Regions from separate parts of the Mus musculus genome. Here region 2 is linked to region 1. A link is a contact called in public HiChIP or PLAC-seq data. All regions are on one chromosome and are shown on one strand. Each heading gives the region's core, a stretch centred on a gene start, on an enhancer-like site or on the middle of the called end of the contact. The rest is flanking DNA. Distances are from core to core; before and after follow the strand shown.

Evidence for each region. HiChIP or PLAC-seq counts read pairs in DNA pulled down with a chosen protein or histone mark.
Region 2: a contact with region 1 is called in an H3K27ac HiChIP or PLAC-seq map of embryonic fibroblasts, with 16 read pairs. The contact joins two enhancer-like sites. A contact is called at or near these places in 1 of 15 datasets of contacts at CTCF or cohesin (the NIH/3T3 cell line), 2 of 484 Hi-C or Micro-C datasets (stem cell-derived epiblast-like cells and uterus) and 3 of 115 datasets of contacts at active chromatin or transcription factors (embryonic fibroblasts, extraembryonic endoderm stem cells and vascular smooth muscle cells).

Annotation. Positions count from the first base shown.
Region 1 is chr15:38,947,840-38,954,836 of GRCm38.p6, reverse strand. It overlaps Baalc (brain and acute leukemia, cytoplasmic), which reads right to left. Exons shown (of 2, transcript NM_080640.6): 2 at 3,573-5,719. The coding sequence ends at 5,609. Among named protein-coding and RNA genes, the nearest start is that of Baalc, 17 kb to the right of the region's middle. Within about 2 kb of position 3,271, at least 88 of the 459 cell types and tissues checked have an H3K27ac peak or open chromatin away from gene starts, as enhancers often do. A contact at or near this core is called in the NIH/3T3 cell line and embryonic fibroblasts, where this site is marked.
Region 2 is chr15:39,044,258-39,051,254 of GRCm38.p6, reverse strand. The region is part of intron 1 of Gm7194 (a long non-coding RNA gene); the gene reads right to left. Among named protein-coding and RNA genes, the nearest start is that of Gm7194, 5.6 kb to the right of the region's middle. Within about 2 kb of position 3,519, at least 29 of the 459 cell types and tissues checked have an H3K27ac peak or open chromatin away from gene starts, as enhancers often do. A contact at or near this core is called in the NIH/3T3 cell line and embryonic fibroblasts, where this site is marked.

The DNA.
Region 1 (6,997 bases), core at 2,022-4,521:
CAAGAGAACACCGATCTGTAAGAGTGAAACTGTAAAACTTATTCTGGCAATTAATACCAAACTCAGCTCAAGTGATCTGGAGGAATTGCATCAGATCCTTCATTACTTCTACACGCCTCCCCGCGCCCCAGATAACTAAGCATAAATCCCTTTTGGTGCTGTCTTTTCTGGTCTTCCGGGGTAATGGCTGTGGGAACAACTTGAAGTAAGTTAAAACTCTCATTATATGAGTGCAAGAGAGGCTAAGAGATATAGCCTTGCTTAGTGCTCAGGACTAAGACTTCCCTGCCCCACTGGCCATGCAAATGAAAGTGTCCAGAGACCTCCCAGATACGTGGCATAGGAGCTTGGATTACAGAAGACCTGGGATGCAAATCACTCAGGTCATGGGATCAGGCGAAATTGTTTGGAGGCAAAAACCTAAAAGCATACATCTGGAGTTAGTTACACACTGACAGCTGAGAACTTTTCTCATGTTCTAGGCGTGGTTGGGAGAAGGAGGTAGAAACCAAGTCTTTGATATCTATGGTGTTTAAATGTAGTAATAAAAAAGAGACAGGAAAAAGGATGGTGTTCATATTGAAGCCCACACTACAGCAGCACGCCTACCTAGAGAAGCATTCAATAAAGGGGTATATTATTAAACTAGCTACTTGCTGGGTGATTGGAGTTAATGCATCTGGGAAAATTTCAGGAACTGATATAAAACACAGCTCTTAGCATTAGTAATCCAAAATTGAACTTCCCAAAGCAGTCATTCAGTGAAGGATGCTGGGATGAGTGAAGGAGATGAACAAGCATCAGTAGCACTAATGTCCTGGCCGTCCATATGCTGGAAGGAGAAGGGGAAGGTCCCCCAGTCAAGGAAGGCAGTTATCCTCCACTGGGGAGCACTTCAGGGGACGTAGATGCAGCGGAGTCCCTGTGGAACGGTGTTCTTCTGTCCCCCGTTGCTCTTATTCCTAGGAACCCAAGTTCCAGAAGACTGAGCAGTGGCCCACACACCCAGCTTATAAAAATATTCAAGTATTTTTCTAGGGTGTTGTGTTATATGCGTTTGCTAGGAATGCCTTCACAGAGTCCCACAGCCCTGGCCATCCTCAGCTACATGGTAAATTCAAGGCCAGACTAGGATACTGAGGCTCTGTCTTTTAAACTCACAACCACCACCACCGTCTTGGGAGCGCTCCAACTCCAGACTGATCACTTGGGACGGTGCCTGCTCGCAAGCAGGAGGACCTGAGTTCCATCTCCAGCACCCACATTAAAAGCTGGGCATGGTGGCCTGTGCTTGTAATCTCTGTGCTGAGAAGGCAAACCAGGCAGATCCCTAGGGCTCGGTGAACAGACAGCCTGCCCTGATTGCTAAGCCCTGGGTAGGTGAGAGACTGCCCCAAAAAGCAAGGAAGGAACTGAAAAGACACCTCAGCATTAAGAGCTCTGGCGATTCTTCCAGATGTACGCTTTCAGATGAACTGGGCTTAATTTCCAGCATGCACATGGTAGTTCACTACTACCTATAAACTCCTTCCTGGCAGATTCAACCAACATCTCCTGGCCTTCAAGGATACCAGGTAGCTCAGGCATACATCGGGCAAAAACATCCACACATATAGCAATATATAATAGACCTAACAGCACTTTAGAAAATGTTCTAAGAGTAAAGCTCTGACTCTTTTTCCTCCTGAGAGAAGGAGATAAAACCCAGGGAAACTACCTTCTCTAAACTGATGCAGGAAATGTTCTTATCACCAGTGACGGGAACTGTAGAGTGCTGCATGAATAATCTCACTATAGACACTTCAACAAGAAACTGGGGTGAGGGTGGAGGGTAGTAGTGAAGAAGAGGTTAGCAGGGGGTGGAAAAGGAATCTGAGAGAGTTGGGGGCATAAATAAGATCAAAATGCAGTCTATATTTTTTGAAAAGCTTTAATGTACTAGAAATTGGCAATAAAGTAGACATGGCCCTTGCTCTTGAGGAGATAATATTTTAGTAGAACAATAAAAACAATAAATAGACAGACAGACAGATGCAATAATTTCCAATTTCTGGCACATCAAAACTTTTTAATAAATATAGTACATGAAAGTGAATAAGCGCATACCTTTAGCTACTGGATCATACTTGCAACTTACCTCCTCAGAGAAATTCTCCAAGATTAGCTACTTCCCAGACTTGTGGAAATGATGAGGGACAATCTGTATTTGAAAGACCCTTATAAGAACAAGAAAACCAGATATTTGGAGAGGGGTTGCACAGCCATGCACCTCAGGCAGGTGACAAAGGCGGAGTTACTATATGTACGTCACACTGGTCTGCAGGCACCAGTTCTAGATATGCAGACATCAGCTCCAGCAAACTTGGTACCAAGGGACCAGGGACAAAGACCTTCCAGTTCTTCAAGAGAAAATGAATTAGGTTTGCTGATGAATTGTAACCTGTAAGAGTAGATTAAATAAAGCAGATGTATATTTCTTGGTTTCAGATGGCCTAAGTATGTACAGTTCTGGGCTCAGGGAGGTTGCATAGAACCAGGAACCCCGTCTTCTTCCGATTTGTTGCTCCGTTTGGCATAGCTTCAAATAGCTTGGTTGCTCCACTGCCAAGGACAGGTGACATACTGTCCCAATGGACCAGTATGTCTGCAGCTTTTCCCTCCACATTCTAAGCAGCAGGAGGAAAAGGAGACTCACAAGTGCAGTGCTTATTATAAATCAATGTATGATTGGCAGAGAAGGAAAGAATGTATATGGAGTTTTCAGTGAGGGGTGCCTGCTGGATCTATGTACATAGAATTCCAATGTTTGTACAGCAGGGCAGCTGAATAAACCATGCCTTTGATCTGATTTCAGCAAAACAGCCCCTCCTTGGAGACCCTGCTTAGAGAAACAGATATGGAGGAGAGGTCTTTCTGTGACACTGGGGAGCGGCCACAAATGGAGGTTAGTTGGTCAAATAGGTCTGAGTGCACTGGGGAGACGGGCAGCTAGAGGAACATCTTGTGAATGCAGGGCATTGGCTGCAACCTAGGTAGCCCTCAGTTCCTAATCTTTAGGCCCAGACACCTATTATAAGGACAGTTTATTCTTTCCTCAATTATGAACTTCTTTCCTGACCTTAACCCAGAGAGCCTTCTCATACAAGGCCAGGCTTACCCTGTCCAGAAGGCTAAGTGATCCCAGGCTGGCCCCAGCTCTCTAATCATAGCCCTCTCCAGTCATCCCCTGTCCTCCTAAGCTTGGGGTTGGCTCAGTTTCAGGGTATGAGACAGTTCTCCCTCTCGATATCTGTTTCAACTATGCTGGACATTCTGAGTCAGGTACGGGAATGGTGAGGAAGCACTGATCGTTGGCTGACATTCCTATCTGGCATCCCAGGTCACCAATTCCTGGCTAAAAAGTTATAAATCCCTCTGTAAGTGTAAGTTAGAGCTAATTGCAGCCCCCATATCTAGTTCATCTAATTCATAGGGCTGTTTGACTTATGTGAAACGCCTTTGTTTCAAAAAATTCTAACCAGCTGTGCATACAGATTTAAGGTTCCAGTAAAGAGCCTCTGTAACCATTCACATATGTTTGAAATTAATGACTTTATTGACACAAACTTCAGAATGGAAAGTGTTATCCCACTAGGATAGTAAGAGTCAGTTCCTGCTTTAAACACACATTTAAAACTTGCCAGATGGAAATTTCAATGGTGTGCCAGATCACAGGCCCTCCCTCCCTCCCTCCCTTCTCCTCGCAGAGTGAGAACGTGTTTCTGTATTTGCAGAGACAACTTTCCCAGATGGTAAATTCCAATGAGCTGAGGCAAACACAGAGTTGGGAAGAGAAGCCGGCCTTAGCCCATGGCCGATAGCATCAACTGGGGAAGCAGCATGTCAAAACACAGCGCACATGCCCTGGAGCGCAAGCCCTTGAGCTTGCAGGATTGGACCCATGGCCAACCCTGTGGAAGGACTCCTGCCCAGCAATGCCGCTGAGGACACAGGAGTCACGGGGCTTGCTTTTGTTTTATTAGTTAAATTGTCAGAACATGAAGTTCCCTAAAAGCCCTTTGACAAGGAGTCAAGATGAGAGAGGTTGGGGGTGGCGGGGGAACTGTGGTGTATACGGCAAAGGAGAAGACATACATCTGTGATTGACAGAAAGCTACCTTTACCTAAGTGTGAGATTCCACTGCAATCATTGGTCTTGTGCCACAGGGTCCGTGTCAGTCTCCTGAGTACCAAGCCTCCTCACAGAGTCAGAAGTACAGTCGTGACTTCCCGACTCCAAATCCCTCTGCGACTGTTACTGTAGCTGGCACAAGGTTGGCAGTGAATCTTAACACTAATAAACATACAGTCTACAGTTCTACTTGTGTTGGAGAAATAAGTCAGAGACAGCAGTGAGCATCTGCATCTTAATCCGCTTGGGTGACTTCTCTTGAACTGTCACGTAAGCATGCCGCCAGACTACTATTGCTGCTAGATGTGAGTTTGTTGGTACAGTTTGATATGACTTGGACCTTAATAAGCCCAAGCATGTTAACAGTCCTTTCAGACTCATGCTGTGTCATACTCTGCAGGAAGGTGTGCTTAGGAATGCTGGGGAAGGGTTCCTATCAAAGCATCGCTTTACCATGTTGGTGCCTGTTTTTCAATACAGTGAGTGCCTTGTTAGACTATGTCAACAGGAATATACATCAACCAGCCTCTGGCTTTCCAAACTAATTACTCTGCAGATACCAAAAATAACATGGTCCTTGGGGCTGTGTACAGAAGGGCCAAAGGGGTATCACGTGTGCCACCATGTGTTCCTAGGTCACTTTCCCCCCTGTGAGTGGTGTCCAGCTGCAAATGACCACCTGACTGAAGGTACAAAGCCCACCAGAACAATAGGGAACTGGAAAGCTATGGGGAAAAGCAACATGAAGCTAGGTCCCAAAGGGAGCAAAGGCCACAGGCATGTGACATTCTGGTTTGGAAGCCAACGCCTGGATGCTAGCCTGGGAGTCCTTTCCAGGTAGAGGAGAAACAGGTATGTGTGTGTGTGTGCGCGCGTGTGCATGTGCGTGTCTCATAGACACCTCTCAAAGACACCGAGTAGGCACCGGGGAGCCAGCACGTGAAGCTGGGACTGATTCAGCTCGTTCCAAGTCTCTCTGGTTTTTTGGATTCTTGTATTTCTGGATTTAGAGTTGGCTGGGAGCCAGCTCTTAAGTGAAAACAGTAAATTTTGTGGTGGCCGTATTTAAAAGGAAAGGAGGAAAGAAGGAGTTTGTCTGCAACCACACACTGAGAAAGCTCTGCACGAGTGTGAGCTCCTTGACAGGGATTCCGTTACTCCAGCCTTTCTGTGCCAGTCACCATGGCTACAGCAGACCATGCTACGGAAGCTGCAGAGGGGAAAAACAAACCACATTTTGGCAATCTATGAACATATTTCAGGACTTTTCGATGTATTTTCTATATGTGATAAACAGGAAACCGAGATGTTCGTCACAGCGTTGGGTGGCCGTGTGTCACTCAGAGGCATCCACACTCATCGAGTGACATCAACTTCTTCAGGATTCTTTGACTAGACTCCACCAAGAAGTTCATCTGCCTCCAGATCCGGGCACTGCTAATTGATGCAGTTCTTGGTGACCCTTTTACTTCTGTCCATCTGCCGAATATTCTCTGTAACATTAATAGCCACTTCTCTTGCAGACATCCGCTTAGCATCCCTCTTAGCCTGTTAAAAAGTTAAAAACACTAAATAAGTTCCTGGAAAATATCCAAAGCTCATCCAATCTGCATTAACTTCTTGATATGATTATAAACACACAGACAGGCAGGGGAATGACCTACAAGGACTCATGCATATAAGGCCAGGTTTTCCTTAATTAAAAGTTTTAATGCTCCACGAAGGCATAAAGATTGCACACCACACGTTATCAGGGCAACCTGTGATATCCTGATATAGACATACATGGTTATTCTCAGATGTTTCTCTGTTGACTCTCTAAGATTAAGCTAGCACAGGTCCTGGTATAAGATGTGCCCATAAAACAAGGGTGAATGAACACATTAACTGAGATTAAAGGGTAGTGAGAATGTTTTCACAGTGGCCTTAGCAGGGGTGGTTAAAAGTTATTTTTTTAACTTTGGACTTTGGTTCAAATACAGACTACGTATCTCCATGGGGCAGACAGCTTCATCATTACAGAGTTTCCTCATCTGTGAAGTGGGGAGTAATATTACCTACCTCATAGGACTTTTGTAATCATTAAATAAGATAACACACATAAAATGTTTGGTACAATGCCTGTGTTTTAGTTAAGAGAAAACTTCAAAACACAGAATTGTCTCGTTTTAGGTGAAGACAGACCTTTGCTAAAAGCCCAGAATTAAATTTAAACACGAAAGCATTTCCTAAACTATAGGTTCTTCAGCAAAATCCCAGCCCCCTGTTGATTTGTGAAAACAACTTTAATGAGCGGAATGGATTCCTGCAAGTGGCAGCGACCATGAGATGACCCTGCAAGTCATGTGCACAGGTTTATGTCACCCCCATTCCAGGGAGGATCCGCTGGCCAGCTACAGCTGGGGAGATAGGCAACAGCCAGCAAAGATCCTCTAGCTGTCCTTGCAGGGGTGACTTCAGCTTCTGAGAGCCACCTTATCTAAGGCTGTGCCCTTCCAGAGGTTGTCCCATGTAGGAGGGAAGAGATTCCAGCACCCAGTCTGACATAGGCCATGGTAGTCCAGGTCTGGCAAGTCCTGACAACTACTTAACACTTAGCATCCTGGCCCCTGCCCCTGCTCCCACCTCTCCCTTCGACCAGAGTTGAGCCCATGGGCACTTCCTGATGAACAACCCACATGATGTCAGGTTGCATCTACTTCCTGACGCACACAGTCCAGACCCTGTGGGAATGGCTTAACCATCTGAGAATCTCCCCTTCGCTGGGTGTGATTCCATGTGGTTTGTTACCTATTTTCTCATACCACATGGTTCCCCAACACAAGC
Region 2 (6,997 bases), core at 2,270-4,769, 96 kb before region 1:
TAGAACAGAGGGGTAGAGTCGGGTTAGGAAAAAGCCAATCTCTTGAAATCTGTCACTGAAATGAAGTTAAATGCTTGCTTGACTTGACAGTAGGAAAATAACCCAATTTTTAAAAATGGGCAAAAGAAAAGAAAAAAACAAAACCAAAAAACCTGAAAAGTTAACTCATCAAAGAACATTGTCAGATGGCAAGTAAGCACGCGCAGCAGATGCTCTGCGCCCCGTGTCACGATGTGGCAAGAAGCTGGGAGAGCAATGGTGCCAGTGTATGCCTATTAGAATAGCCAAACCCCCAGACACGGACCGCATCGTGTTCTGGTGAGGATAAAGAGGAGGAACACTCAGTCAGTACCAGTGAAACTGACAAATGGCATAGCCACATGGGAACAGTCTGGCAGTTGTTATAAAACTAAACATACTCTTACCATTTGACCCAACAAGTCTACTCTTCTGTATTAACTCAAAGGAGTTGAAAAGTTATGTCTACACAAAACTCTGCACATGTATGCTTACAGATTTATTCATAATCACAAAAACTTGGAAGCAATCATGAGCCATCAAAAGGTGAATGATTCTGTGATACATTTAGAAAACAAAATATTACTTACCACTGAAAAATGGTTGAGTACTAAACCATAAAAAGATATAAGTATGGAGAAACTTTAAATTCATGCCTCTAAGTGAAAACAAGTCTGATCTGATAAGGCTACATACAATACCAACCAGATGACCTTCTGGAAAATGCACATGTGGGGGAGAAGTGGGAAGGAAGGCATGTTTAAACCTGTGGCATCACGTTGGTAGACACACAGTTGTGACACATGTGTCTAAACCCTTAGAGGGTGCAACGCAAGGATTGATCCCTGGTGTCAACTATAGGCCTCCGATGAGTTATCAGCAGTCATTTCACCAGTGGCCACAAATACATCACTCTGGTGGGAATTTTGATTTCATGTGTTTGAAAGCAGGGGTACGTGAGAAAGCTTTGTAGCTTCCACTGAATTTTTTTCCTGTAAATCTAAAACTGCTCTTAAACAAACAAACAAGCAAACAAACAACAACAACCAAAACCAAAACAAATATAAATCTTGGAGCTGGAGAGATGGCTCAGTGGTTGAGAGCACTGACTGCTCTTTCAGAGGTCCTGAATTCAATTCCCAGCAACCACATGGTGGCTCACAACCACCATGGGATCCAATGTGATCCAATGTCCTCTTCTGGTGTGTCTGAAGACAGCAACAATGTATTCATATTTTATTTTTAAAAAATGGGTAAGATGGGATAAATAGCCGAGTATTGACCTAGGTACCCATACATGACTCTGGGTCATATTCTGAGGAGGAATCCCAGAGCTTTATGAATACCAGGAAGCATTTGACGACCGAGCTGACTCCTCAAACCTAGGTCATGTTCTAATAAGTCTCCCTAGATTTTCATTGCTTTATTGCAAGTTTCACTTCAGCGGTGACAATTCTAAAGCATCTCCACTTGGATTGGCCCTTCTCTAAGTACCAAAAAGAATGGGAGCTCTGGACACAGCGAACAAAACAAAACAAAACAAAACCCAAAAACCTTTCAATTCCCATGTTCACCAGCCTCAGTACGCTTGGTTACCAGATAGTATGCTGAGAAAAGCTACCAGCTCATCTCTGACTCCATTCTGCCAGTTTTCCCTTATGCTGACAGCAATGGTTCCATATCTAAGGCTGATGTTCCCATATACATAAGGCATATTTCCCCAGCCAGATAGTAACTGTTACTTCCATCCTGCATCCATCAGTGATTCCCAGATGACCTTGCTCTACAGAAATCCCGACCTATCATCTTAATTTATTTTTACTTTTGATGTGTGTGTGTGTGTGTGTGTGTGTGTGTGTGATTGCATGTGGCAAGCACGTGCACACAACACACTGTGTTCATGGAGTGAGTAATTCTCTTTTCCCAGGTGAATTCAAGGAATCAAACTGAGATTGTGAGGATGGCTAGTGCTTTGACTGACCTAGAGATCTCACCTGCTCTCTCTAACTTTGGTTCTCTGCCAGAAGCACAAAAAAGCTGACATTTAGGCTCACCTAGATGATGCGCCTTTAGATGGAGTCATCATAGGGTTTGACATATAGTCACAGCATATTTCGGTAGACATTGATTGTGTTTCTCATGTGACCTACCCTCTGTATTGGGGTATAGGTATCACTTCCAAGGAGGTAATTGTTAAATTGATTAATATGCTTCTGGCAAGAGTAACAGAAACTTAGGGCTGGGGGGGGGCGGGTGACTTGATTGGAAAAATAACTGCCATGAAGCCTATGAGGATCCGAGTTCAGGTTCGCAGCACCAACGAAAGAAGCCAGGCACGTGTCTGTAACTGCAGAGCTGGGGGTGTAGGGAGGGGAGGGGTAAGAATAGACCCATCCAAGGAATTCACTGGCTAGCCCATGAGAAGAATTGCCAGCTAGCAGAACTGGTGAGCTACAGGTTTAGTGAGAGACCCGTCTTAAAGAAAGTAGATGATTGAATGAGATACCCAATATCTACCTCTGGCTTCTACATGCATGTACACGCACATGCACACACACAAGCACACATATTAGACACATAAAGGAAATGAACCTAACCATTGTGAGCTGGCAAGGATGCTTGCTATCTATGAGGTGAGACTGTGAGTTGCTCAAAACTGGCTGGCAATCTAGGTATTTATGGCGGGAGGAAAAGCCACCACACTGCTGGATGACAGAACTTAGCTCCTCTTTCCGGACTGATTGATACTGTGTGTATTCCAGCCAGAGGGATTAAAGGTATGTGGCGTGTCTACATTCCAGCCAGATCACACAGACCTAGAAGGTCTTCAGATGTGATCCCTTGACAGAACAGCCCCGTTGCTGGATTAAAATTCCTGTACGAATAGTAGCCTAGAAAACCCTGAAGTCATAGTGCAATGGCTCTGTGATGCTCAAGAACAGGAACATACTAACACAGGCTGCTGGTGTACCCATGGCCAGCTCTCTTCTCTTCCTGATGGTGTACCCATGGCCAGCTCTCTTCCCTTCCTGATGGTGTACCCATGGCCAGCTCTCTTCCTTTCTGGCTGATGGAGGAAATCCACACATGGTGGAACCCCCAGGGAGCTCCCAAAAGGTTTCTCTTCTTTTACAACTTGTCACTAGAACTCCTTTTGTTCTGAGATTTTAGGCATTTCACTAGAAGTAAGCAAGTCACGCCCTGGACTGCCTCAAAAATATTTCTGTCCTCTGTCTGACAGAGACTTGGAACGAAGCAGTCTAAGAGAGGTAAACAGGGAGGCTCCTGTCATGTCTGAGCCTAGCAGGGTACATTATTAGCGAATTCTTGGCCTTGAGGTTAGAAATCAGGTCCAGTATAGCTAATTCAATATCATTTTTTAGAGTTATAATAATTTTAGATCCTAACACATCCAGAACTATGAGCTAAACACTTCATCCTTCAGGATATTTAACTCATGTGGTTATGAGTCACTGCTAATATGTTCAACAGATATTCTGGTTTCTAAGCCGCTTATCCAAAGTAAAAATTTTAATTATTTTTCTTAGTGATTTGCTCATGTCTGCATACCAAGAGTCAGGCTTGGCTGACCAAAGGCATCTTGAAATATTTAACTTAGAATTCAGTATAGGTGAGACATGCCAGATATTTCTAAGCTTTCTATCCAGAAACATAAAAATTGTCAAAGTCAAGTTTTAAACGAAGCTACAGCAGGAGGAATAATCAACTATGCCAGTTATATATTTCATATATTAGTTTTCACATGCAGAATGACTAGATAAGATCTTGCGTGCTGTGTTCCAGAAAGAAATATGCAATTTCTGAAAAATGGGGAATGAAGGAAAAAGGAAATTTTAACTAGTAAATACTATAAATTCCAAGATGACAGTAAAATACTGAAAATCATTAAGCTGATTATTTTCACATACATCTGGATATACACATGCAAAAATATATACAAATGTATACACTATGCCTTATCTTAATGGTGATGTCAAATCAAGAACATAATAGAAGCTTTCTAAACTTACATATATGTAACCATAGTAAACCTAATGTATCATCCCCTGGGGGTTGTTTACACAGCACTGTTATTTACAAGTATAATTTAGCTACTTGATGGGGGTGGGGTTGTTTGTTTGTTTATCCTTGGAGGCTTTCATACCAAGGTATTTAAACTTCTGTTCATTCTTTGTAACTGCATTCTTTATGTATTCTTATCTCTTGCATACTCACGTTCAGTTTTCTCCTCACTGTGTACTTGTGGAGGTCAGATGTGCTCTATCTGGCCTTAAAAATCCAAGAGCTCTCTTGTCCCATGCAAAACACCATTGGGAAGCCAGGTATATACATAGAAAGAGCAATTGTCTAGCATGCCTAAAGCCCACGTTCCATCTCTAACACCTCAACTACAACAAAACCAAAATATCTTTATCATATGATGTCTGGAAAGACTGCACATAAGAAGGCAGGAAGGGCCTGTCTCTCTAGGAGTGTTAGGCTAGGAAATTGGTACTGTAAAATAGTGTTGAGAATGTTAATGTTTAAGTGGGATATAGTGCAGCACACCTTGAATCCCAGCACCAGAAAGGTAGAAGTAGGCAGACCTCTATGAGTTGAAGGCCAGCTTGGGTTATATATAAGTTGCTAGTCTGCTAAGGTTACACAGTGAGTTGATAGTCAACTAAGACTACATCACAAGAAACTGTTTCAAAACAAGAAGAAAATGGTGATGTTTAATACAACTCGCATTCGTTATCATTAGTCAGTTAATGAACATCTAAATGGTTCCCATTTCCTAGCTGTTGTGAATAGGGAAGCAGTGAACACAGATGCACAGGAATCTGTATGGACACTGCTGGAGGAGACACGTAATCACCATTCTGACCCAGCTTTGAATTTTGCAAGCTATGATAATGACAGATAATGGTAATGGTAAGGCACGACCATGGGTGAAATAGTAACACAAGAATCATTTTCTGCTTGATCACATCCCACTCTAAGATGAAACCCATACCTCACACCACCGTCAGGCCAAGAATCTGTCACTACATGTCCTAGGCTCGAGGAAAGAACTTATTATCATTATCCAGCTAATGGACATAGTATTGACTCCTAATGACTTTTGGTTACTCTCATAGGTTAATGCATCTATGACCTTCATCAGAGAAGGTTCTATTCACAGCAGTTGGTGATTAACAACTGTGAATAGAACTGTGAGACCCATATGGTAAGACCAGAACTGGCTAAGGCTAAGAAAAGAGACTGTAAATCATTTAGCTTAAAATAGGACATATGTATCACATCCTTTCTCCCAAAGCTCAGGAATCCTTGCACAGAAGCGAGAGAGAGAGAGAGAGAGAGAGAGAGAGAGAGAGAGAGAGAGAGAGAGAGAGAGAGAGAGAGAGAGAGAGAGAGAGAGAGGAAAGAATATAAGAAACAGGGGCAGTAGATGACTGCAAAGAGCCAGTGTCTTCTAAATGCCACAGGGCAGCTTCATACATGAACTCATAGTAGTTGTGATAGCACGCACAGGATCTGTGCAATCTCAAGCCCGCCAAACTCCAGCATGGAGAGGAGAGATGGACAACAAGTCCCACTCCTAGCCAAGGAATGATTGGAAACTGTTAGCTGATGGAGAGGGAGAGTAAACTTTTCTTTGAGAGTGTGTTCCAGTGGAAAACCACACAATACAAGAATGTATAGGCAGCACAAATTTGGCTTGATGAGTGTGATAGTTTGAATATGCTTGACCCAGGGAGTGACATTACTAGGGGATGTGACCTTGTTGGAGGAAGTGTGTCAATGTATGGGTGGCTTTTGAGACCCTCCTCCTAGCTGCCCGGAAGCCAGTCTTTCTCCTGTTTGCCTTCAGAACAATTGGTAAAACTCTCAGCTCCTTCTCCAGTACCATGTCTGCTTGGATACTGCCATTCTTCCTGCCATGATGATAATGGACTGAACCTCTGAACCGGTAAGCTAGCCCCAGTTAAATGTTGTCCTTTATAAGAGTTGTCTTGGTCATGGTGTCTGTTCACAGCAATGGAAACCTTAACTTAGGCGATGGGTGTTTAAAGAAAAAAGATACAAAGTTGTGAGGAGTTAGATCAAAACAAATACGATAAAAACATTGCATGAAATCCTCAAAGAACTAATAACTTTCTGAGAGAAAAGAATTCTACTATTACCAATAGGTCCAGGAGAAGGAGGACATAGCAGCTGGCATAGTGTTGCCTTGCACGTGTGAATCACTAGATTCAGTCTTCAGCATAGCATGAGAGAAGGAGGATGGAGGATCAGAAATTCAAAGTCAGCCTCAGCTACATAGCAAATTTGAGGGAAGTCTGGGTTACATGAGACTCCATTTCAGATGATATTATCTATATTATAAACACATTAATGTTTGCTTTTCCTTCCAATAAGTAAGCTAAGCTGTTGGAGACCCTGGCAATTGAACTTTTAGATTAACATATCAGACCCTTCTCCTGGCTGCCTTGAGTAGGGAGATGTTGCCCAAGAAGTCCCTCTGTTGACCACTGTCATCGCGGCATCCCTACTGCCTCAATAATTTCATGGATGAAACCTTCACTCCAGCTGCAAGGAACACTGAAGCTATAGCACTTGCTAAAAACATAAACTTCTGCTTCAGGAAGATTTACTCTAGCTACAAGTTTTGGGAATAGAAAACTTCATCTCAGTTGTGACTTCCCAATGGCCTAGCCTGCAATGGCTACAGAAGAGCCTACTCTTGGCTGTTATAGAACTTGTAATAGCAGTCCTCAATAGTGTCTGGGACAAAGAAGGGCTACTCTAGCACCAAGCATATGATTGATGGAAAGCTTGTAACTGGTGGGACTGGACACGGGCCTACGGCAGGCTGTGACTGGTAGGTAGATCTATTATGCAAGCACAATGTGCCACACCCTTCTTCTGGCAATACAACCTGTTTACCCCTTTCTAGAGTTAGTTTGGGAGGCTC